6 separate regions of the Sus scrofa genome follow, and regions 1, 2, 3, 5 and 6 are each linked to region 4. A link is a contact called in public Hi-C and promoter capture Hi-C data. All regions are on one chromosome and are shown on one strand. The core of a region is the stretch at or near the end of the contact, and the rest is flanking DNA. Distances in the headings are between cores, read along the strand shown.

Region 1 (3,884 bases), core at 798-3,297, 460 kb after region 4:
CAATCTTTATTACTTCTCTTTTTGCATTACACTACTTATGATCATCAGGACTCAAATAATTCTTGTATCTGTTATTTGTCTTTACATCATCTCTTCCATATAAGATTGTACATTTTTTGAGGCCAGGATAGGATACATTTGTGTTGTATCCCTTGCATGAGGAAGTACAGTGACTTGGCACATAAATGGAGGAAAAATGTTTAACTTAATTGTTAAGGACTTAATTTCATTGTTTTCTTTTTTCTTTGTGATACCTTAACTTTTATAGTTTACAATATATCCATTTTTTTTCCACACAAAGCCCTATTACATGACAGCATCCTTTACTTTCTGAATATAGCAAGTGAGTTTTCACTCTCAATGGCCTAGAAGTAATAATTAATAAAGCAAAGAGGTGATCATGACACCAAAATATGAAATAAATATTAGGTAAGCTTTTAGTAGTAAACGTGTAGGATAACTTTAAGAGAAGTGTTATTTTAAGTTAGCTTAATATGCTATCAATTCGATCAAACATTATAAACACATAAAAACTAAACTTTTTAATGTTAGTTATTTACTGAACATGTTCTGAAATAATAACTATGAATCAAATTAAAATCTTAGTGTAACTGAGAGAACTGGGTTATGATGGTATTGAAATTTGAGTATGGTAGTAGGGAAATTGAGATGATAGTGTTTTTTCAAGTAGAATAAAATTTCAATTTTAGGTTAGTACAAAAAGAGAATCCAATTCTTTAAAAAATTGTATTTAATAGAAACAAAATCAACATTACTATTTTTGATCATGATTTTAATGAGATTTTAGCGGCTTAACAAACAGACCTAAGGAATATAAATACTATATATTCAGATAAAATTTCACCCATTTTTAGCTTGAGAGTTAAGTTGGGATTTTGAACTGTGAGAGCGATGCTTCAATATTGGTTGAAAATTATCCATCCTCCTTGTCCCTGTTATGAGTCTATCTTTGTTGGCTCTAAGTTTTTCACCTGGAAAATTACTTTCTAGGTAAGGAATTCTATAGTGTCACTCAGTGTACTAGTGGGTGGCCAGTTTAAAACTTCAAATCTTTGAGTGGGTAATTTTTTGAAGTTTATCCAGAGGAATATACTTACTAACCCCTGAAAGTATGTCCAAGCCTCTTTGACTATACACTAAGATGCATTAATTTTATTAATGATTTTTGAATCACAAAATTTTTCTAGCCACGTAAAAGTATCTTAAAAGAAGTTTAAAAATGACAACTCTTGAGATTTGAATAGATCCCTTACATTTTCTGCTCCAGTACACATATGTACTTAATTTGAAGAAACAAAGATGATCCCACATTGTTTCTACGACTGAGATCATTTCATAATATTAGTAATTAGTTACATCCTTTGTTGAATGGCTGCTCTTCAAATTGTCTTTTAGGCCCATTCTTACATGTTAATATGCAAGTAAGCAAATGTCAAAGGTTGTCGCCAAAAAGACCATTTAATATAAAGCTGGCAAACATTTAAAGTTATTTGTAGTTTTGGAAAATTCTTTTAAATTCGAAAGTCACATTATATCATTAAAATTAGTTTCACATATGGAAATCATTGATATGGGAAAGTCGTTTTAGGGAAAATTTCACTAGTAAATCCACAATCTTTAAAATTCCGAATTATTGAATTAAATACTGATCCCTTGCAGAATGTTTTCAGCGCCGTATTCTTCTAAATACTACTTTTTAATTTAAATACGAGGGGGCCCTATAGGCATGATGACATTTTCCGACATACTTTTTTAGGTCTTTGAATTGTCCTTAGTAGTAAAGAGCATTGCTGTCAAGAAAGGTATTTTCAAGGTGAAGGTTTTACATAAGCAAATTATTTTTTAGACATGAGAACTCTAATTTTGAATTAGAAAATATCAAAATATTTTCCACTTCTTATTTCTCCTCCCTCTTCCCTTCCTTAAAATAAAAGTTAAATCTCAATAGGACTCCTTTTCCCATCGCGGAACCAAGCGCTGGTGCCAGACTTGAAGAGGAAGGCTTTACTTTGTTAGTCGCGTGTTTATGAAACCCCAGCGCTCTTCGCAGATCTTTGGGTTGATAATCGCAAACATGGAGGATGCTTCTGATTCTTCACAAGGGGTTGCTCTATTAATTAATAATGTAGCTCTCCCAGGCTCTCCGCCGTCTCTTCCTGTATCAGTGACAGGCTGTAAAAGTCATCGAGTAGCCAATAAAAAGGTAGAAGCGAGAAGTGAAAAGCTCCTCCCAACAGCTCTTCCTCCTTCGGAGCCGAAAGTAGATCAGAAACTTCCCAGGAGCTCGGAGAGGCGGGGAAGTGGCGGTGGGACGCGATTCCCCGCGCGGAGCCAGGCCGTGGCAGCGGGAGAAGCGGCGGCCAGCAGCGCCGCGGGGCCGGCGGGAAGCGACCCCCCGGGGGGGACAGAGCCTCCCCTCGCCGCCTTTGTAGTTGAGAAGGTGGAGAAGTGGCAGCCGGCGTACTTGCAGGTGAGGGGCTCCGTGTGGTCGCTCGGGAGCCGGCCGACGCCGGCAGCGAAGTGGAGGAGAGCGGGGGAACAAAGCGGAGTGACTCCGGGGTCCGCCCGCAGCGAGCTCCCTCGCGGCGTCGGGCCGGCCGGCTGCGCGCCGAGCACGTTGTGAGCCCCGCGGCGGCGGCGGCCGCGGGCTGGGAGAGGGCGCGGGGGAGGGGGCCGCCGTCGCTCCCGCACTGCCCGCCCGCGGCCGGGCGTCCGGCCCCATTGTGAGCCGGCAGCCGGGCGTGCGGAGGTGGGGCGGCTCCGCTCTTTCGATACCCCGGCCGCGACAGGAGCGACCTCGGCTCCGGTGGCAGTCGCGGCGCGTCAGTCACACAAAAGGCAGTCGAGCTTCCCCGGCGCGCGGACCGGCCCACGCCGCCGCCGAGCGCTCCCCACCTTACCGGCTTTCCTTTCCCTCCAATTTTGATAGGGAAGCGGGGCCGGCGCGGGCGGCCGAGGGTCCGGGTGAGCCCGCGGGCGGACACGAGATGCCGCTGCTACACCGAAAGCCGTTTGTGAGACAGAAGCCGCCCGCGGACCTACGGCCCGACGAGGAAGTTTTCTACTGTAAAGTCACCAACGAGATCTTCCGCCACTACGAGTAAGGGCCGGGCGCGGGGGGTGCGAGGGAGTGTGTGGACTCTCTCCCCCACGTCCTTTTGTCTCTTTCCTTATTCTCGCTCTGGGCTTCTGGTGGGGCGACGGGAAAGTGACGGGTGGTCGCGGGCCCGCGTTTCTTTGGCCCCCGAGCCCAACCAGTGACTGCGCGGGGCCCCCGGCTGGCCCCACTGGCCGCGGCGCGCGTGGGTAGAGCCGGCCCGGGCAGAGTAGCCTCGGGTCCCAGGCCGGCCGCGGGGACAGCTTCCAGTCGCGGCAGCCGCCCGGCAGCCGAGCGGCGGAAACTCCCCGCCTCGCCCCTCCCCGCCGCGGCCACACGCGCGCTCCGGGGCCAGTTCCGGGATCCCCGCCTGGCGGCCGAGGGGATCCCCGCTCGGGTCAGCGGCGCGGAGCCGCCGTCCCCCGGCCCCGGGAGGGAATCCCCGCCCCTGGGGGCAGGAAACGGCCGGGCTGGGCGTTGTTTCCTTGGTCTGGAGTAGAGCCTGACGTTGGAGCTGCCTAGGGTAGGGGCGGGGGCGGAGCGGAGTTGGGACTCGGGGAAGGAGGGGGCTCCCCAGCGGGCCGGGGGCCAGGGGGCCCGGGAGAGCCTCCGCCGGCTGCCTCCGGTGTCCGATGAGGCTAGGCCTCGGAGTGTGCTAAGCGAGCCGTGCGCTCTGTCACCGCCTCTTCTTGGTGACTAACTCCCGGCCCCGGGGAACTCAGCGTCTCCGCCCCGGGAGACCGGGTGAGGAAGAAGTCGGGGCTGG
Region 2 (3,816 bases), core at 279-2,778, 380 kb before region 4:
AAACACCTGAACACTAACTCCAATTCAAATTCTACCCATTCTTCAAGATAACTTAGGTAATTCCACCTTCAACTAGCCTTTGCTAACCATTCCACAGTGAAAAGATTTCCTCTGCCTCTGAATTCCTACAGTATTGTTTACAGTTAAGCATTCAATTGGCAATTTAAGGAAGTGGTGACCTATGAAAGATCTTTAATTGAAGTCAGATCGTAACTATTTATACCTCACACTGAGTAGAACCCAGAATTGCACGAAGAAGTCACTTATAAACACTTATTTGGGGTTGGTTGATTTATTGACTGCAGTACATTCTTCCACGGAGGTTCTTTGAAAGGAAACCTGAAAAGAGGGTGTAGAGATGACAACACACTGTCATCAATCTGTCATCAATTCTTGCTTTACATGGCCAAAATCAGACCAAGACAAAAAATAATGTCTCACATTCATTATATGGACAGAAAAAAAGAATCCAAGTAATCACAAATTCCATTTGTTTTTAAAATAATAATTCCTAAAAGGGTGCAAAAACTATCATCCATGATGTTGGGCTCCTCTCAGTCTTGAAAAGTTCAGAGAGATGCTGCAAACGGTACCGCTCCCACGTCAGCCCCCCGAAAGAGCACCGATGTCAAGTACTGACTGACACGTTGACTTGGAAGCTGAGATTAATAAATTCTAAACCGGCCAGGAGCCAATACAAATCTACCCTTGGCTCAGACAACCCACCCACGTTGCGAAGTAAAGGTTGCAAAGGTGTAAAATAAGAAGTGGGTGGTCTGAGGAGAGGAGGCATTTCCAGAGTCTCCCAGACAGGATGCGGGACAGTCCTCGCTCCGGACGGCTCCGGGCACAGCCCGGAGGTCCCAAGGGCGGGGCGGACCGTGGGCAGGTCCGCGCGGCGTCCAGAAGTGCGGCGAGTCCAGGCTCGCGCCCTGCCCAGCCCCGCCCCGCCCCGCCCCGCCCCGCCAACCGGGATCCGCCAGGAGCACAGGCAGCGCCCGGCGAACAGTCCCGGTGCTACCGAGGGCCGGGAGTGAGTCTCCGCCCCTTCCCTCTCTCCCCGCCCCGCTCTCCCAGCAGGACGCAGCTGCCGGCGTGCAGAGAGCGGCCTGGCGCTAGTCTGGCTCGAGGACTTGGGGTCCCAGCTCTGCTGGGTCGCGTACCTGAGCTATCTCCATCCTCAGAGACCGACGAGCTCTCGGTGTCCTCGTCCTCAGAGCTGCTCCCCTCGTTTTCGGCGTAGTCCACCTCCATCTCATCGTGATGGTTCGTCTCCTTCTTATCCCCTCGAGAATGGACTGGCATTTTCCAGCCGCGCCGTCGCTTCCCACTCCCAGTGCCCAGCCCGGCCACCGCCGCTTCAGTGAAGGGCGCGCGGAACGCCCCGACCCACCCAGCGGCGGAGCTCGTTCTGAAACCCCTCGGCTCCTCCCCGCCCCCGGCCCGAGCCTCACAACCTAACCCGCAGGCTCTGCGCTGGGAGCTCTGCCATTGGTGGAGGCAGTGCTCCTAGCCGGGGGGATGGGGCTTGTGTAGCTCGGGTCCGGTTGGTTACCAGTAATTACGGCGCGGCCTCGCGGTGTATGTTGGGAGTTGTAGTCCCTAGTGGTTCAAGACCCGCAGGGGCAGCCGGCTTCCAAGCTTCAATGGCCCGGCTTGCTTCTCCTCTCTGGACTTCAAGTCCCACAAGGCATGAAAGCTGCCAGACTCGATCGGAGTTTGTAAACTAAGCAAAAACAGATTGTGCGAATTTGGTCTTTATTTATTCTTTTCCCGCCAAGTGATTGTCTGAGCGCCCAAGCTATCCAAAATGTTACTGTCAGATGTGAAAAGGTCTTTTGCCCGAGGATTTTTCCTCCCCTTTGAGGCTGAGGGAACTGGAGAAATGTTTTTACCTAAGCATATTTATTACCACTAATAAACTAATATTAATAAATTAGTTTCTGCTGACGATAACTTGCACTTTCTATGTTGCACAAAAATCTTCCAATTGTTTTTTGAGACTTTTGTAATCAAAAATATGGAAAGAAAGGAATTTTTATCATGGCACTTTCAGCTAGTATTTTTTGCATTCGTTTTTTACCATATGCAACGTGAAAATGCCACCGGTCTTAAGTTTTCAATGAAAAATACACTCTGGTCACTCTTTATGTGCCAAGCACTGTTATGTGCTTTAAGTACATTAATTCACTTAATCCTTATAAAAACTCCATGAACTACATATAATTAGCCTTCCGTTTTGTAAATGAGGAAACTGAAGCGCCAAGTTAGATTACTTGGCCAAAGTCACACCACTAATAAGTAGCAAAGCTAAGGTTTGAACTTGAGTAGTCCAGCATCAGAGCCCACACCCAACCACCATCACACAGTGCCCCTGTAGCAAGTGCTTTCTGTTCTGCTGCTTAAAGAAAAACAGAAGGAAGCTGGAGAGGAGGTATGGATTCTAGCCCTAGTTCTACTGATAACCAGGCAATTCATTTGGGCAAATCACATAATATCTCATCAGTGGTAAAACAAGAAGGTTGCATTATGTTATTGCTAAGTTCTCTTCCAGCTCTAAAAGTCCTGTCATCATTATATTTATGTTTAAGGCAGACAAAATAATATAAGATTGCGCAATTAGAGTTACAGGGTGGTGTTTTGCTTAAAAGGAGTTTCTCTCTCCCCTCCTCAAATAGATTTTTAAAAAGATGTGTAGCAAATGTAAGAGAAACCATAAGGGGAAAAATGAATAAGGCTGGAAAAGAATATTGTCAGCTTGGAAAATACAAATTAATATAAAGCAAACCATGAAAGCTGAGTGAAGTTTCCTCAATCTAGCCTTTAAAAGGTAGGAGTTGGGATTTCCCTGATGGCTCAGTGGGTTAAGGATCTGGCATTGTCACTGCTTTGGCTCTGATTACTGCTGTGGCCCAGGTTTGATCCCTGGTTTGATCTTCCACAGGCCGAAGGCATGACAAAAAATAAAAAAAGTAAAAAGGTAGGAATGATGCCTTCCATTAATGTAGCACTTTACATTTTGTAGGGCTTACACTATCTTTAGATCCATTTTAAGTCTCACTTTTTCTTTCACTCTCTTTATAATGGTCACAGCTGCAGCGTATGGAAATTCCCAAGCTAGGAGTCAAATCTGAGCTGCAGCTGCCGGATCCCAGCTGCATCTGCAACCTACGCTGGAGCTTGAGGCAACATGGGATCCCTAACCCACTGAGCCATGCCAGGGATCAAATCCGCAACCTCACATACACTATGTTGGGTTCTTAATCCACTGAGCTACAAAAGGAGCTCCTCTCACTTCGCATTAATTCATTCATGCTTACTTATGGTCAGGAGTTCCCTTCCTGGCACAGTGGAAACGAATCCAACTAGAATCCATGAGGATGCAGGTTAGATCTGAGGCCTCGATCAGTGGGTCCGGGATCTGGTGTTGCCATGAGCTATGGTGTAGGTCACAGACACAACTCAGACCTCGAGTTGCTGTGGTGTAGGCCAGCATCTGTAGCTTCAATTCGACCTCTAGCCTGGGAACCTCCATATGCTGTGGGTTTAGCTCTAAAAAGCAAAAAATAAAACTCTTGGTCAGTCATCAGCAAAATCTACTGTGTGCTCACCCTCTTCTTTGAAACAGTCCCTTAATTTTCCTGTTCTAAAGTAAACGTGGCTCTCCCCAGGACACTGCACCCCTGCTCCCACTGAGCATTGTCACAGAGTAGGTGTGTTCCTTGTCCTCCTCAGTCCTTCTGGATGTTCTTCCCCCTCTCCTCCCTAAAAAGCCCCAATTTGTCGTCAGAATATACCACATAGTATCTCTGCTTG
Region 3 (3,913 bases), core at 166-2,665, 370 kb before region 4:
GATTGGACCCCTAGCCTGGGAACCTCCATATGCCGTAGGCGCGGCCCAAGAAATGGCAAAAAGACAAAAACAAAACAAAACAAACAAACAAAAAAACCCATCATAGTGTCTGTGAGGATTCAGGTTCAATCCCTTGCCTTGAGTATGATTAAGGATCCGGCATTGCTGCAAGCTGCAGTGTAGGTGGCAGATAAGGCTCAGATCCTGTGTTGCTGTGGTGTAGGCCAGCAGCTGCAGCTGGAGTTAGACCCCTAGCCTTGGAACTTCCACATACCATAGGTGTGGCCCTAAAAAGAAAAGGAAAAGAAAAGATAAAAAAAGGAGGGATTACCAAGGGGCAAGAGGAAAATTTGGGGGGTGATGAATATGTTCACTATTTTGATTGTGCTTATGTTTTCATGGGTGCGTGCAAATGTCCAAATCACCAAATTGTACACTTTGAAAATGTGTGGATTATCATTTATCAATTACATCTCAATAAAGCTGTTTAAAATTTGTTTTAATCTTATTTAAAAAAAATTATCCATAAGCGTTCCTGCTGTAACACGGTGGGTTAAAAACCTGACTGCAGCGGGTAGCTCAGGTCACTGCTGGAGGCACCAGTTTGATATCCAGCCTTGTAAAATGGGTTAAAGGATATGGTGTTGCCACAGCTGTGGCATAGGTCACAGCTGTGGCTCGTATTCAGTCTGTCCTGGAAACTTCCATAAGCCGCAGGTGTTACCACAAACAAAAATTATCAGTGAATGTTTTTCATGTTTTGGTTGAGAATCCACTAGTGTGATTTTTTTCCCCCTGTTTTCTACTAATTTTTCTACCTAGGTCTTAGCAACTTTCTCTTGGATTTGTGAACTTTCTACATATTAAGAAAATTAAACTTTTAAAGTTCTCCAGGTATCTTTTCCCTATAACTTTTCTGTGACCATAGGCTTTAGTGAGAACTCATTTATTTATGCAAGATAATTTTAACCAAGAGGATGTACTGAAATCCTACAAATCTCTAAACTACAGGATATTGTTAATCATTCCTTTACAAAACAAACAAATATCCTTTAATCAAAATTCATTTTAAGGAAATGAAGGAGTGTTACAACCAAAGCCTTCGGAATTGGCATGCGAAATATATTGCACATCTGCTTTGATGTTTTGGAGCTATGTTCTTAAGTTACTTACTTCTTAAGTGACATAGTAAACAGTGGAGACGGAGGACCTTTTTAAACAAAAACTACTCTGAGCGCTTGGCTAGGAGTCACCATGCTAACAATGGCGCACGCAGGAACTACCTTCCCTGACTTTGCTGGGCTCCTCCTTTGGCTTCTTCCACAGGAAACCAAAGGAGGGTAATACCAAGGGTGATCTCACGCTGGCATGACGTCAAGAACCCTTGACGTCAGAAGGCGGTTGCCACGGGGACCATTCGCCACCGACGGCAAAGTCGTGAAACCCCATCACCACACTCCATCTCCGTATCGGCCCCTGCAGGGTCTAAGCTGCTAAAGAAGCTTTAACCTTAAGGGGGCCTCAGGGAGAGAGGAGTTGTACCGCTGCCGCCGAGAGCCCCACCTCCGCGGCTCCGGGTCCCGGGTCTCGGGCCCGACCTGTGGAGGCGAGCGGCGGCCGCAGGAAGCGGGCGGAGGCGGCGGGCGACCAGCCCGGTTCTCCGTCGCTCCGTGCGGGGCTGGGAGAGGGGATCCGCCATATTGGAGCCGGAGCCGAAGGTACCTTGCAGCCGCCGCGCGAGGCGGGCGGAGGTGGCGGCCCTGGCCTGGATCTGGGAGGAGTCGGCTGCTCCGAGGCCCGCAAGGCTGGGGAGTGAATGAACGGCTCACGCTAGTCTCCTCCCCGCCCACTCTCTCCACTTTCCGCCGCCGGGACCCAGCCGCGAGGGGGCCGGAGTCGGCCGTGGCAGCGGCGGCGGCAGGATGTTCTCTAAGAAGCCGCACGGGGACGTGAAGAAGTCTACCCAGAAGGTGCTGGACACCAAGAAGGACGCCCTGACCCGTCTCAAGCACCTGCGCATCGTCATTGGTGAGGGGCGAGGGTTGGCGACGCCCGGAGGCCTGGGTTGCCCGGCCTTCTCTCTCCTGGGAACCCCTTGGGGATTCTCCCTCCAGCCCTGGCGCGATGCGGGAGTGGAGGGCGAGGCGTAGCCTCTGCAGAGACGTAGGAGGGCGGATAATTTGGGCAAGGGAACACTTGGCAGTTGGCAAACACTAATCGCACTAAGACAGCTTTATCTCGTTTTGGGTTAATACCTCGAACTGTTTTTAAGAAACACTTATTACTCAAACCTTAGGTCATTTTGGACTTTCGGGAGACTTGGGGTTGCGGATAATGGTGTTGATAGGGTATGTTTGTCACATGACTACTGCCATCCCCACCCAAGTGAAAAAAAAAAAATCTCTTAGACAATATAAACCTTAATCTTTCAAGTTTATTGGCCAAGGAGGGCCAGGAGGAAGCAGTTATACCTCTTTGGGAAGTGGGTGGTTCCCAAAAAGCTTGTGGGAAAGAACCCCGCCCTTGTTAGTGCACCTTGTTGGTAATTACGGCCATTTAGAGTCAGAACTATTATTAATCGTAGAAAACAAGGTAGTTTATATCGTCCTTTGCTTTACGAGAATTATATAAAATTTTCTTTTTAATTACAGTTTTCTTACTGTTTTGTTGCTTTCTGTTTTGCTGGCCGACCAAACTGCTCTTGAGTTGTGGATATAGTGTTAAACGAATTTTTGGGGTACTTGGTCATTTCGTGGGCTGATAAGGGCTGTAATAATACTTATGGAATATCTGGTCCAGTACTTGGATCTTTGTACATGAAACTTGAGGTGAAAAGGGAAGTTAGTTTGCCTGTGTTGATACAGAGAGTTAATAGCAGAACTGAGTTTAGAACCCAGATGCCTGAATCCTAGTTCAAAGTTTATCATCTCAAGCTCTCTTCCTAACGAATGCTTGTTTTGACAGGTGACGTTTATTCAGTGATATAAATTCCATATTCGAGGTGCATGCTTCTCTACTCTATTGTTTACTCATACCCACAGGACACCGCCAGTAACACCTAGCATTTGTATGGTGCAAATTATATTTACAGAATGACTTCACATAAATTATAATTAATTCTCACAATAACTCTAAAGGCAGGGAAATTATTATCCTCCCGTTTTTACAAATAAGAAAGCTGAAGTTTGGAAATATTAGTCATTCAGCTACTAGGAGGCAGAGCCAGAACTGGAGCCCAGATTTCATGTCTCTGGTTTGTTTTTTACTCTTTCTCTGTTTATAGCAGAAAATCTATGTCACAAGTAAATTGTGCTTATTCCTGTGGAATAGTAAGAAAGCAATTAAATCCAGTATAATGATGTAAAAAGATATTTTTTCAAGAAAACATAAATCTAAATATCGAGATTGTGACCTTTTTATTTTTTTTCTGCTTGAGAGTTAAGTCATTGAAAAAAAATTTGACTAGGAGACTGAGACAGACTGTTAATGTGTGGATGTAGGAGATTTACCACAGATAATGGCAGTGTGAAATTGAAGACTTAATGGAACTTGACACTACTTGGGACAAACTGAAGATGGGGTAATGGCAGAGCTGTTAGGTTGAGTTCCAGTAGAGTATTGACATTTCTTAAATTAACTGTTTTAATTATCGAGTGGTTAGAGTGGTTCATATATACATCTTTGGTATAGAAGTTTTTTCCACCTTGGAGACGTGGTCTAAATTATGTATTAGCTATTTTGCAGGGGCTAGCTTCCTCAGTTTGAAAATAAAATTAAAAAAAAGTTCTTTTGCTTTTTAGTAATTTATGGGTTAAAGAAATGGAGTATATATGGTATATAAACATTTAGAATAACCTTCACAGCCTTCAAGTGGAGGACTTTATGCTTTTGACATCCATACCAAGAGATTACT
Region 4 (3,757 bases), core at 312-2,811:
TCTTGATTTTATTTTGTCCCTCATATTCTGTCTGTCATCCCTACATTCAGATATCAGAGGTGGGGGTATTGGGGAGGGGGAGATGAGGAGAGGAAAAGGATTGGTTGGTGCATGGCCAGTCAAGTTGAAGATGATTGCAACAATCACGAGAAATCTCTGCAAAACTATAAAAGCTTCCTGGGGTGCCTTCTGAAAAAGTCTGATCCAAGTTGCTTTATTAGGGCCTGGACCATTTCTAGAAGTAGATGAATGCATTCCTTTCATTGGCTAGGAGGTGGGGATGGGGCAGAGAGCATACTTCTGTTTCTGCAGCTGAGACCTGGACATGGTGAACCTGGAGTAGCTACCCATATGGCATGGACAGGTCCAACTGCTGCCCCCTCCTTTGTCCCCCAAGAAGCCAGCAGGGGCAGGATGAAGGCCACCTTGGGGCTGCCCTGAGCCTCCTGCAGTATGCCTGGCAACTACTTTCTTAGCCATCTTTAAGGCCCAATCTTGGGTAAAATACTACTCAACCCATTCTTTAGCCACCTTCTCCAAATGCTTCTAGAAAGCGGCCCCCACAAGTAGGTTCTCTGCAGCAGCACAGTGCAAATGGAGGAACACGACCTCAGTAATTATTTTGTCACTGCAAAGTATCTACAACCTTTGCTATAAAAATTAACACCTTGCTTTCCCTGAAAAATAGCCCAGTCATATCCAGCATTTTCCAGCATCCAGGGCAGAGTGCTTGCTCCTCCCCCAGTCAACAGGACTGTTCATACCGAGGAAATGATTTGAGGGTTCTCTAAGCATTTACGCTGTTAATGCTAAAGCTTTCACGACTTCTACCTGAGGGGGGCTTGAGGGAGGGGGAGGTTTATGTCCCTGCACTGCCAGGAGCCTGGTCTTTGGTAGGAACGCAGAGGCAGCCGGCGACCTTCCACCCTCAGTGTGTCCTTCCCCAGGAGTTTAGGGAAGTGAATCCCTAGATCCAGCCAACATTTCCACTCCCATTTTCAAGAGATTAAAAAAAAAAAAAAAAAAAAAAAAGGAAAGCATCGGCAGGTCAGCAAACCAGCAGTTCTCCATCCTTGGGATCTTAGCAGCCGACGACCCCAAATCAAATCGATCGTGGGAAACCCCAGGGAAAATAAGGTTCCATGCAGAGGGCCAGGATTACTGACTGCAGGCTGCAGGGAAGTACCGGGGGAGGGGGCCGGGTCGGGAGGACTTTCCAGCCACTCAGCGTGCATTAAAAAGTTCCCTGTACATGACCCCAGTGGCTCATCGCAGGGAGTTTCTCTGATGAACCCGGGCGCGGGGTTTAGGCTTCTTTTTCCCCCAGCAGAGGACGAGGCCAGTTCTCTTTTCTGGTCTGACTGGCTTGGAAATTCCCCGAGCTTGACCCCGCCCAGGAGAAATCCCCTGCCAGCGTTTATAGGGCGCCGCGGCGGCGCTGCCGAGCCCACAACAGTCCGAGGCCATCGTCCCGCCCGCCCGAGCCACCGCGAGCAGCCAGCGCGCCGCGCAGCCTGTGGCCCGCGCACCTAGGGAGCAGCGCCCAAGCCCTCATCGCGCCATGTTCCAGCCCGCAGAGCCCGGCCAGGAGTGGGCCATGGAGGGGCCCCGGGACGCGCTCAAGAAGGAGCGGCTACTGGATGACCGCCACGACAGCGGCCTGGACTCCATGAAGGACGAGGAGTACGAGCAGATGGTGAAGGAGCTGCGCGAGATCCGCCTCGAGCCGCAGGAGGCGCCCCGCGGCGCCGAGCCCTGGAAGCAGCAGCTCACCGAGGACGGAGACTCGTAAGTGTCGCGGGCCCGGGTGGCGGGGCCGGGTGGGGGCGCTGGGCCTGCAGCCGGAGGTGCGGGGCCCGCGCTGCGGCCGCGAATCGGGGTTCGTGCACGGACCCCGAGGCTGTGCAAAGGTGCACGGTTGCGCGTGGGAGCCGGGGATCGGGGATTGGGGCCGTGGTCCCGCGGCTCTACCTTGCAGCCGTGCACACCTCCCACCCCTCACCCACCTTTGCGGGTCCCCTCGGCCGGGGGCGGGGCGGCCACGGGGACGCGAAGTCCCCGCTTGCATAAGGGGGGGCGGGAGTTTCTGCCCCGCTGGCGGGCGGGAGGGGAAGTACAGGGCGTTCCGGCCCGGCGGGAGGGCGGGGCGGTCTGGCCGGCGCCCGCCGCCTGGGGAGGGGGGGGGGGCGGAAAGTCCCTGGGTGCCTGCCAGGAACACTCAGCTCATAATAACCTCGCGGAAAACACCGCGGCCTCGGCCTCCAGAAACCCCGGGCTTGCGCAATCCCCTGCGGGCTGTGCCTCCCTGGGCCCCACGCAGTGCACTCACCAGCCCTGGGGGTTTTCCCTCTCTTCCCCTCAGGTTCCTGCACTTGGCCATCATCCATGAAGAGAAGGCACTGACCATGGAAGTGGTCCGCCAAGTGAAGGGAGATCTGGCTTTTCTTAACTTCCAGAACAACCTGCAGCAGGTGCGCTGCTTGCCCGCCCCGTGCCTCTTGGGTTCTGCCTCTCTGACCCCTTGATGGAGCTGGATCTAGCACAGTTATTTCCAATGATTTCCCAATTAACTGCCCCTAGTCATGATCCGCCCTGAGCTTTTACATCTGAATCAGCCAACATCCTAGAGAGGAAGGAAAAATCCCATTGATTTGGTGAGGCTTTTATGAAGCCCACCTGGGGTCTCCCGTCTGTTTCCTTAACCCCTTGTATCTGTCTGGGAGGAGCGGCACGCACAACCAGGATATCTCTAGGGTTCAAGGGGAACATGGATTGTGGGTTTGATCCATGGCTTATCCTTTCTGTCCCTCTTCTGTTGGTAGACTCCACTCCACTTGGCGGTGATCACCAACCAGCCAGAAATCGCTGAGGCACTTCTGGAAGCTGGCTGTGATCCTGAGCTCCGAGACTTTCGAGGAAATACCCCTCTACACCTTGCCTGTGAGCAGGGCTGCCTGGCCAGTGTGGGAGTCCTGACTCAGCCCCGCGGGACCCAGCACCTCCACTCCATTCTGCAGGCCACCAACTACAATGGTAAGTCTGGCTGCCCTATGCATCAGAGGGCACGTGACACAGACAAGGGAGAGGTGGGCCGACTTAAGGCAAGGTGTAAACTCTCAACACGTGAAAGGCTGAGAAAACATGTATGCATCAAGGTCTTAGTAAAACATGTATGCATTTGATGCCTTACTAAAGTCCATTCAGAACCCAGAGTCTGGGTTCTTCAAATTCAGAAGACCTCCTCCCTTAAAAGAATAGGTGAAAGTTCTGAGAAGTGAGGGTGGCAACAAGTGCTTATATTTTGTTACTTTTGGTACTCTAGGCCACACATGTCTGCACTTAGCCTCGATCCATGGCTACCTGGGCATTGTGGAGCTGTTGGTGTCTTTGGGTGCTGATGTCAACGCTCAGGTGGGTGCTTCAAGCCTACAGATGGAGGGCATTCAGCCCTCAATAAGATCACATGCTCTTGCTGCTAGCAGAAACCTCAGACTCAGCCATAAGCATCTCAAATTCCTTTTGGTTTCAGGAGCCCTGCAATGGCCGAACCGCCCTGCATCTTGCGGTGGACCTGCAGAATCCCGACCTGGTGTCGCTCTTGTTGAAGTGTGGGGCTGATGTCAACAGAGTCACCTACCAGGGCTACTCCCCGTACCAGCTCACCTGGGGCCGCCCAAGCACTCGGATACAGCAGCAGCTGGGCCAGCTGACCCTAGAAAACCTCCAGATGCTTCCAGAGAGCGAGGATGAGGAGAGC
Region 5 (3,930 bases), core at 668-3,167, 300 kb after region 4:
ACTTTGGACTTAAAGGCTCTGTTCAAGTATACCTGTCAACAACAGGTCTCAACTGAACATAACAAGTGGCTTCCTAAGCAATTAGCATTGCCCCAAATTCCTTCTTGCAGGTTACCTTTCCCCTTCTTTTTTCCTTCCTTTTAGGGCCTCACCTGCAGCATATGGAAGTTCCCAGGCTAGGGGTGGAATTGGAGCTACAGCTGCCGGCCTGCACCACAGCCACAGCAACTCAGGATCTGAGCCGAGTCTGTGACCTGTTGTGAACACCACAGTTCACAGCAACGCCGGGTCCTTAACCCACTGAGCAAGGCCAGGGATCAAACCTGCATCCTCATGGATACTAGTAGGGTTCGTTTCTTCTGAGCCACAATAGGAACTCCCCTTCCCCCTTCTTAAGTAGAAGAAAAAACAATTCCATATAAAGACTAGCATGTGAAAAAGGGTTTTGTTAACACAAACTAAATCTTATTTAAACTTTACTTACGTTTAGGCACCATTCTCTAGGAATCTAAGTTTGGGGGAGATGTCTTACTAACATTCAGGTAGTTAGTCTCAAAAATGAACCTACTGAAAAGCTTTGTTCTCACTGGAAGGTCAGAAGATTTCTACACAGAAGCAACTGGAGGTTTTTAACATCAAAATTGTATACTCCTGAGCTGGTTTCAGATAAAGCCATTTTTTCATTAGTTTTACTTGGCCGAAGATCCCACACTACTACTTCTGATTACCAAATCCAAAATAAAATAAGCCTCCAAACATAACATAACTCCCTAAACTTATGCTGTCCAATACAGTAACCAGCAGCCACATGTGGCTAATGCTCACTTGAAACGCGGCTAAAATAAACTGAGATGTGTTGAAATACACAAAGGATTTCAAAGACTAGAAAGCAGAGAGAATGTGAAATTTCTCATCGATAACTTTCATATTAAATTACATGTTGAAATGTTTTTTTGACAAATTGGGTTAAAATATAAAATTAATTTCAGTTCATATTAACTACATGTTGAAATGTTCTAATAAATTGGGTTACATAAAATTGAATATTAAAATTACGTTCACCGGTTTCTTTTTACTTTTTTAATGTGGCTACTAGAAAATGTACAATTTACAATGCGGCTGGCATTGTACGTCTATTGGAGAGCGCGGCTCTGAGCCATAGTTACCCTTCTGGTGAAATGGGGGTGAACGCCCGCCTCAAGCACAAGTTGTAAGGATTGGGGAGTGGGGGAGGAGCCTGTAAATGCACAGCACGTAGTTGCTATTAGCTAACCAAAGGGCAGATGTCAAGTCAGGCCCTCCCACAACGAGAGACTGAGAAATGATTTTAGCCAGCGTCACCTGGCTTCCAGCTAAAGGACAGCCTTTCGGGGACACGCCTTCTTTCTCTCGCTAGCAGACCTGAAGCTGCAACGTAACCCCTCTAAACACTAGGCCACCCCAGAGTCAGCGGGGCTGTCAGTGCAGGGGTTGCCAAGCAGCGATCCGACTGCAGAAACGTCTGCCCCTTCCCTCAAGCAGATGCTCGGAGCAGAGGCGGGGATACCGCGAAGAGGAGTCTCGAAACGCACCCCCGGCGGACGGCCTGCTACGAGGAAGGCCGGGCAGGCCAAAAGCTGCGGGTGGACGAGGCAGACAGGCGGCTGGGCTCTCCTGGCCTCAGCCTCAGCGTCGCGGCAACCCTGCGCAGCCCCACCTACCTGCCGAGACGATTCCCTGAACGCCGAGGCGGCCGCAGCTCCGGAGACACCCACTGCTTCTCCTCCCTCCTCCCGGTTCACTGGCTCCCGGTCCATCATTGTCGCCGCCGCAGGACTGCTGGCGCTGGCGAGATACAAGGTCACGGCCGATAAGCCCACTTCCATCCTCCGCCTCCCCTCCCAGGCGCCGTCCTAGCCCGCTGTCAGGAAGTAAAACTCACCCCTAGCGCCCGCCTCGCGCCGCGCCCGAGCTCACCACTGCGGGAGGGGCGGGGCGGCCTTGAGGTGGGGCCGGCCTGAGGGGCGGGGCCCACAGGCGCCCCGCCCCGCAGGCGCGACACAGGGGCTCTAACTGAGGGCTGTCTGAACCGCGCAACAAATGGCTCCTGCGGGGCGGGGCCTTCTGCAGTACCATATCCGGCCCGGCCCACGTCCGGAGCTTGCTGCCTGGCACCACCAGTGACGTCATAGCTCGTACCTGAACCTAGAGGCCAGGCTTTGGGATTTCCGCGCAGCCACTCATCAGATGCATCCTGGGCAGTCACCTCCCAGGCCTTGGCTTCTGCACTCATGAGAACAGCTGCGTAGGGTGCTTCAAAGGCTTGTGATGAGATGTGGTTGCTGAAAAAAATTTTTTCTTTTTGCACTCGAAAATCTTTTTTTATTATAGTGTAGTTGACTTACAATGTTGTGCCAATTTCTGCTTACAGCAAAGTGACCCAAACATATCTTTGAAAAAAAAAAATTTAATAAACGGCTCATGCTAAGTTTTCCATTTCTTACATGGATGATAGTCTAGCCAAAATACCTTGAAATAAGAACCCCAGGAGTTCCCATCGTGGCTCAATGGTTAAGAATCCCATTAGGAACCATGACGTTGTGGGTTTGATCCCTGGCCTTGCTCAGTGGGTTAAGGATCCGGCGTTGCCATGAGCTGTGGTGTAGGTTGCAGACGCGGGTTGGATCTGGGGCTGCTGTGGCGCCGGCATAGGCCAGCAGCTACAGCTCCGATTAGACCCCTAGCCTGGGAACCTCCATATGCCGCGGGAGCGGCCCTAAAAAGACAAAAAAAGAAAGAAACTCAAAGGCGAATTTGGTTTACCTTTGTCTGAAGTACTTAAGTATATGTCACTCTAGAAAAAATTAAGTGAGACCTGAAGGAGAACAAAGAGTAGCAGCAAACTTCTGTGTTAACGAATGTGAGGAATGATGTATTATCTATTTAGGGGGTTTTGTGTGTAAGAAGGAACATTTCAGACTTTTCCAATTTTTTCCCAATGTTCAACCAAATTAAAAAGCCATGATTGGAGTTCCCGTCGTGGCGCAGTGGTTAATGAATCCGACTAGGAACCACGAGGTTGGGGGTTGGATCCCTGCCCTTGCTCAGTGGGTTAACGATCCGGCGTTGCCGTGAGCTGTGGTGTAGGTTGCAGATGCGGCTCGGATCCAGCGTTGCTGTGGCTCTGACGTAGGCCGGTGGCTGCAGCTACGATTCAACCCCTAGCCTGAGAACCTCCATATGCAGTGGGAGCGGCCCAAGAAATGGCAAAAAGACAAAAAAAATAAAATAAAAATAAAAATAAAATAAAAATAAAAAACTAGTTGGGCGTTTATTGTAGTTTTAGTATGAGAGTTTTCACACAATTTTCACTAGTTGCAGAGGTCGAAAGTCAAATACATCATTTTGGCCATGGAGAAGGAGCTTCATTTGATACTTTAAATTCCATTTTCATGCCAAAGTTGATAAATTCTCCCCAAGGTTATGGCCTAGAATATCTTCTATTCAGCATGGCACCAGCAGGACCAAGACCCCTACAACCTTAACTATTCCTTTCTCTCCTGTGCAAAAGTTCTTTTTCCTTACTCTCTGCTTAATATTTTTGTATACTTTCTATCCTGCATCTAACTATGACAACCTAAAAACCAAACCAAAAACCTTAAAAACAAAAAGTTATTTGAAAGCCATCTATATTTTTTAAATTGTGTGGAAATTCTTAGTCTATATTCTGGTAATAAAATCAAATTAGTGTGTTGCTAATGCACACAAATTTTAGTAACATGATCTGGTGCTGTTTGCTGGCATTAGCAAGGGATTGAGACAATCCAAAACAGCAAAAACAAACTCTGTAATAAATTGAAAAGAAAAATAAAGAACCAATTGTTAAAGGCTTCATGAATTGGCTTTCATAAATAAAATGGCTCTACATTACATGTGCTCAAAATCCCTTTC
Region 6 (3,530 bases), core at 183-2,682, 370 kb after region 4:
GTTATCTTATCTTTCATCCTCATACTAAGCTAATAGATAGATAAGGAAACTGAGGCTAAATTGGAATATCAACTTGCTCAAGCTCCCAAATCTCCTAAGGAGCACACTCTCCTCTGTGTTCCCATAGCTCTCATGACTCTTTATACCTTACTGGAGTTTATTACTCATCTTGCTATAATGTATATTTATGTGCTTCTCTCTCATTGTTCCGCTATCTCCTCAATGCCAGGGTTGGTGTCATTCATTTCAGCAACCCTACAGATAAGAATGAGTAAATATTTTGTTGAATGAAGCATATGAAAGAACTAGGTGAGCAAAGCATCAAGAACGCCAATAGGGGAAAGAGCTTCAAGAAGTGGTTATTAGAGCCGAACGCTACAGAGAGAACCATCAATTTATCCTAAGTCATCAATGGCACTGAACTGATATCCCTTACTCATTTACTGAATGTCTACTATATGTGGGACGCTGGGTTAATTAGGCACAAGTTAACATGGAAAGATAAAATCTGGAACGCCTCAAGATTTTCAGGTAAGTAGCCTGAATCTAAATTCTTGATCAGGAAAACAAAACCAAGAGTCAGGCCTGCAACTGTTTACGTCTAACTTGGCTCAGGTAAGCCAGAAGACAATTTAAAAGGGTCACAGCGCATCTTTCAACAAAACTTCTGACGGGGGATACGAGATGAAAATGGGCCAGAACATCTCGGTCTCGGGGACGACAATTGGTGGCCTAGGAAGCCGATTCCCTCCGGAGTGTCTAGACCCCTAAGCAGCGACGGGGCTGCCCCTAGCTGCTACCCGGTAGTCAGGGGCGGGAAAAAGCAGACACTTACCGCAAAAGGCACCGCCACCGCCGTGGCCCAAAGGGGCCGGGAAATCCTTCGCGAAGCCCCACGCTGGGGGAGTAAACCCGGGAAAGCGAGGATCAGAAAGACAGGGGCGACCCCACAGCCCGACTTCCAAAACTATATAAACTAGGGTCCCAGCGCCCAGCACCGCGACGCCAACTCCCACCAGCTGGAAGACCGACGACTGCCACCGAACCTTCCGCCCAATGAGGAAACGTCACCACTCTGCGTAGTCCAGCCTTTCAAGAACAGGATACACTTCCGCTTCCGGGGCACCCGCCGCATTCCTTCGGTGCGCTTTATTGAAAGGGTTTTTTGAGTTGTTTGCTTTGCCGGTTTTTGACAGTCGTTTTTTATTGCTCCATAACTACAGCATTAAAGTTAGTATTAAGATACGAGGCTCTCTAGGGATGCCATCTCAGGAAAGAAGTCGGGCTTCCAGGCGCCACCTTAAGAAAAAAAATGACTTGCTGAGCACCACCAGCTAAGAGAGTAATTAGGAGAGATGGGGGTGCAATTGAATGTAGGGATTCCCGGGAGCACGTGAGAACTCCACGGAGGGGGCGGCGCTTAGGACTTTCTCAGCCCTGGGAGGCGGGTTCCACCTTGGGTCAAATCGGGTGTCTGGATCCTCCTCTGGCTGCGCGTGCGCGATGCAAACCTCCCCCTGCTCTTGTTTTCTGCTTCAACATGGAATTCCACTCCGCGAGGCAGGCGGTACTGCAGCTGCTTAATACGGTGGCTCCGGCGGACCTCCCAGCGCTGCTTCAGTGGATGCGAACTACCCGTAAGTGATCAGAACCAGAGGCAGGCGGTTGGGGCAAGGATATGCTGTGGGCGCCGACCTTGGGGACTCAGGAAGAGGCCTAAAGCCTTCCATAGGGTAGCTGTGCTGGTCTCCGCTCTGCTAACGGGGCTGGTCGTCGAGGGCACATCTCAAACTTTGGCAGGTTGAGTCCATTGTAGGATTGGGTGCAGGAAGACGTTGCTCTGGGTTTGTGATTCCGCTACAGACTTCAGACAAGCCGCTAGAGCCACCTTGTGTCTAACCCCTTTTATGAAGGGAAAATCAAAGGAGGGGTTAGCCTTCCCACAAATTTGGGACAACCATTAGGATCCTACCTGAAAACGCCCTTTGCAAGAGAGGTTTTAGGATATAGAGCTGGAAGTTTTAACCCTGCAGACAGAATCACATGTAGCTAGTGCATTTATTTTCTCAATTGTAAAATGGGCCGTTAATTTACTAGCAGTTTTTCCAGGATGGGGAAAGGGAGAAGAAAAAGGGAAAAAGGGAAAGGACCTTGATTTTTGAATAAGGTCCTTTTCCAGATGTGTGCCCCCCCCACACACAAAAGTAGAATAAGACAAGGATTTGTACTAATCACTTCTAGCCAGCATCAGTAATAGAGCTTCTAGCCAGTACAGTATGGCAAGAAAAGGGGTGGGAAGGAGGCATCTCCTTCTGAAACAGATGAATGGATAAATTGTGCTGTATTTTTGTATTGGAATATTGACAAATAAATGGAATAAAGTGTTTAATGTGTAACAGCAAGGATAAATTTGCTAAGCGAAATAAACCATATTGAAAAAAACCTGCATACCATATGATCCGATTTATATAAAATCAGGAAATTTCAAGCTAATTTATAGAGACAGAAAATACATCTCTGGGAGTTCCTGTTGTGGCTTACTGGGTTAAGAATCCAATTTAGTGTCGGTGAAGATTCAGGTGTCATCCCTGACCTCACTCTGAGTTAAGGATCTTGTGTTGCCACAAGCTACAGCGTAGATCACAGATGAAGCTCAGATCTGGTGTTGCTGTGGCTGTGCGGTAGGCCTCAGCTGCAGCTCCCATTCAACTCCTAGCCTAGGAACATCCATGTGTCACAGGTGTGGCCATAAAAGAAAAAAAAGAAAATACGACTCTGATGGCTGGGTGGGTGGAGGTTTGGAGAGAAGGAAGGATTACAAAAGGACAAGAGGAGACATTTAGTGATAATGGATATGTACACTTTCTTGATTATAGTGATGTTTCATGGTTGTATACATGTCAAAACTTAAGTAAGTGTACAGTTTAAATAAGTACAGTTTGCTGTATGTCAGTTCTACCTCTGTAAAGCTTTTTTCTTTTAGGGCCGCACCCACAGCATATGGAGGTTCCCAGTCTAGGGGTCCAGTCGAAGCTATAGCTGCCAGCCTATGCCACAGCCACAGCAACACAGGATCCAAGTCACATCTGCCACCTACACCACAGCTCACCGCAACACCGAATCCTTAACCCACTGAGTGAGGCCAGGGATTGAACCCACAACCTCATGGTTCCTAGTCAGATACATTTCCACTGCACCAAGACAGGAACTCCTATTCTCTCCTTTTGAATCTGAGTTGACTCTGTGACAGCTTTGGCCAAAAGAATATGGCAGAAATGACACCATGCCAGTTGCAGACCCAGGACTTAAGAAACTGGCAATTTTTCCTTCCTGTCTCTTGGAATGCTTGCTCAGGGAGAAGCTAGCCATTATGTATGTAGTCTGACTACCCTGAGATTTTCATATTGTCAGGAAGCCCCAGCTAGCTTATGGAGAGTAAGATGCCCATCCAGCCTCAGTGTTCCTGTCATCCTAGTCCAAGCACCAGACATGTGAGTGAGGAAGCCATCTGAGATATCCAGGCAGTTATG

The links. Promoter capture Hi-C pulls out the DNA fragments that hold promoters and counts their contacts. A called contact is a pair of places that touch in the nucleus more often than the background predicts.
Region 1: a Hi-C map of liver shows a contact between it and region 4, with 5 times the contacts expected there. The contact joins the promoter of LOC106507712 here to the promoter of NFKBIA in region 4. A contact is called at or near these places in 7 of 47 Hi-C or Micro-C datasets (embryonic fibroblasts, heart right ventricle, liver and 4 more) and 1 of 2 datasets of contacts at active chromatin or transcription factors (alveolar macrophages).
Region 2: a contact with region 4 is called in a Hi-C map of skeletal muscle, with 4 times the contacts expected there. The contact joins the promoter of BRMS1L here to the promoter of NFKBIA in region 4. A contact is called at or near these places in 2 of 5 promoter capture datasets (fetal liver and liver), 15 of 47 Hi-C or Micro-C datasets (alveolar macrophages, embryonic fibroblasts, fetal heart ventricle and 8 more) and 2 of 2 datasets of contacts at active chromatin or transcription factors (alveolar macrophages and skeletal muscle).
Region 3: a promoter capture Hi-C map of fetal skeletal muscle shows a contact between it and region 4, with 4 times the contacts expected there. The contact joins the promoter of RALGAPA1 here to the promoter of NFKBIA in region 4. A contact is called at or near these places in 1 of 5 promoter capture datasets (fetal skeletal muscle) and 3 of 47 Hi-C or Micro-C datasets (alveolar macrophages, heart right ventricle and liver).
Region 5: a Hi-C map of heart right ventricle shows a contact between it and region 4, with 2.7 times the contacts expected there. The contact joins the promoter of FAM177A1 here to the promoter of NFKBIA in region 4. A contact is called at or near these places in 1 of 5 promoter capture datasets (fetal liver), 2 of 47 Hi-C or Micro-C datasets (epiblast stem cells and heart right ventricle) and 1 of 2 datasets of contacts at active chromatin or transcription factors (alveolar macrophages).
Region 6: a Hi-C map of embryonic fibroblasts shows a contact between it and region 4, with 2.1 times the contacts expected there. The contact joins the promoter of SRP54 here to the promoter of NFKBIA in region 4. A contact is called at or near these places in 8 of 47 Hi-C or Micro-C datasets (alveolar macrophages, embryonic fibroblasts, fetal heart ventricle and 5 more) and 2 of 2 datasets of contacts at active chromatin or transcription factors (alveolar macrophages and skeletal muscle).

Annotation. Positions count from the first base shown.
Region 1 is chr7:64,967,380-64,971,263 of Sscrofa11.1, forward strand. LOC106507712 reads left to right here and starts at 2,048. Exons shown (of 3, transcript XM_021100054.1): 1 at 2,048-2,541; 2 at 2,597-2,894; 3 at 2,951-2,989. The coding sequence starts at 2,048. The coding sequence ends at 2,989. BAZ1A (bromodomain adjacent to zinc finger domain 1A) reads left to right here and starts at 2,247. Exons shown (of 27, transcript NM_001244159.1): 1 at 2,247-2,491; 2 at 2,951-3,121. The coding sequence starts at 3,009.
Region 2 is chr7:64,122,324-64,126,139 of Sscrofa11.1, forward strand. BRMS1L (breast cancer metastasis-suppressor 1-like protein) reads right to left here and starts at 1,529. Exons shown (of 10, transcript XM_013989042.1): 1 at 1,164-1,529. The coding sequence starts at 1,305.
Region 3 is chr7:64,139,562-64,143,474 of Sscrofa11.1, forward strand. It overlaps RALGAPA1 (ral GTPase-activating protein subunit alpha-1), which reads left to right and starts at 1,416. Exons shown (of 42, transcript XM_021099156.1): 1 at 1,416-2,028. The coding sequence starts at 1,923.
Region 4 is chr7:64,506,558-64,510,314 of Sscrofa11.1, forward strand. NFKBIA (NFKB inhibitor alpha) reads left to right here and starts at 1,562. Exons shown (of 6, transcript NM_001005150.1): 1 at 1,562-1,788; 2 at 2,363-2,471; 3 at 2,823-3,033; 4 at 3,323-3,411; 5 at 3,530-3,757. The coding sequence starts at 1,562. It overlaps LOC110261573 (a long non-coding RNA gene), which reads right to left and starts at 2,356. Exons shown (of 3, transcript XR_002345861.1): 1 at 2,007-2,356.
Region 5 is chr7:64,806,527-64,810,456 of Sscrofa11.1, forward strand. It overlaps FAM177A1 (family with sequence similarity 177 member A1), which reads right to left and starts at 1,918. Exons shown (of 5, transcript NM_001190218.1): 1 at 1,701-1,918. The coding sequence starts at 1,865.
Region 6 is chr7:64,876,142-64,879,671 of Sscrofa11.1, forward strand. It overlaps SRP54 (signal recognition particle 54 kDa protein), which reads right to left and starts at 1,433. Exons shown (of 16, transcript XM_001927799.7): 1 at 836-1,433. LOC100153150 reads left to right here and starts at 1,098. Exons shown (of 8, transcript XM_021099173.1): 1 at 1,098-1,637. The coding sequence starts at 1,541.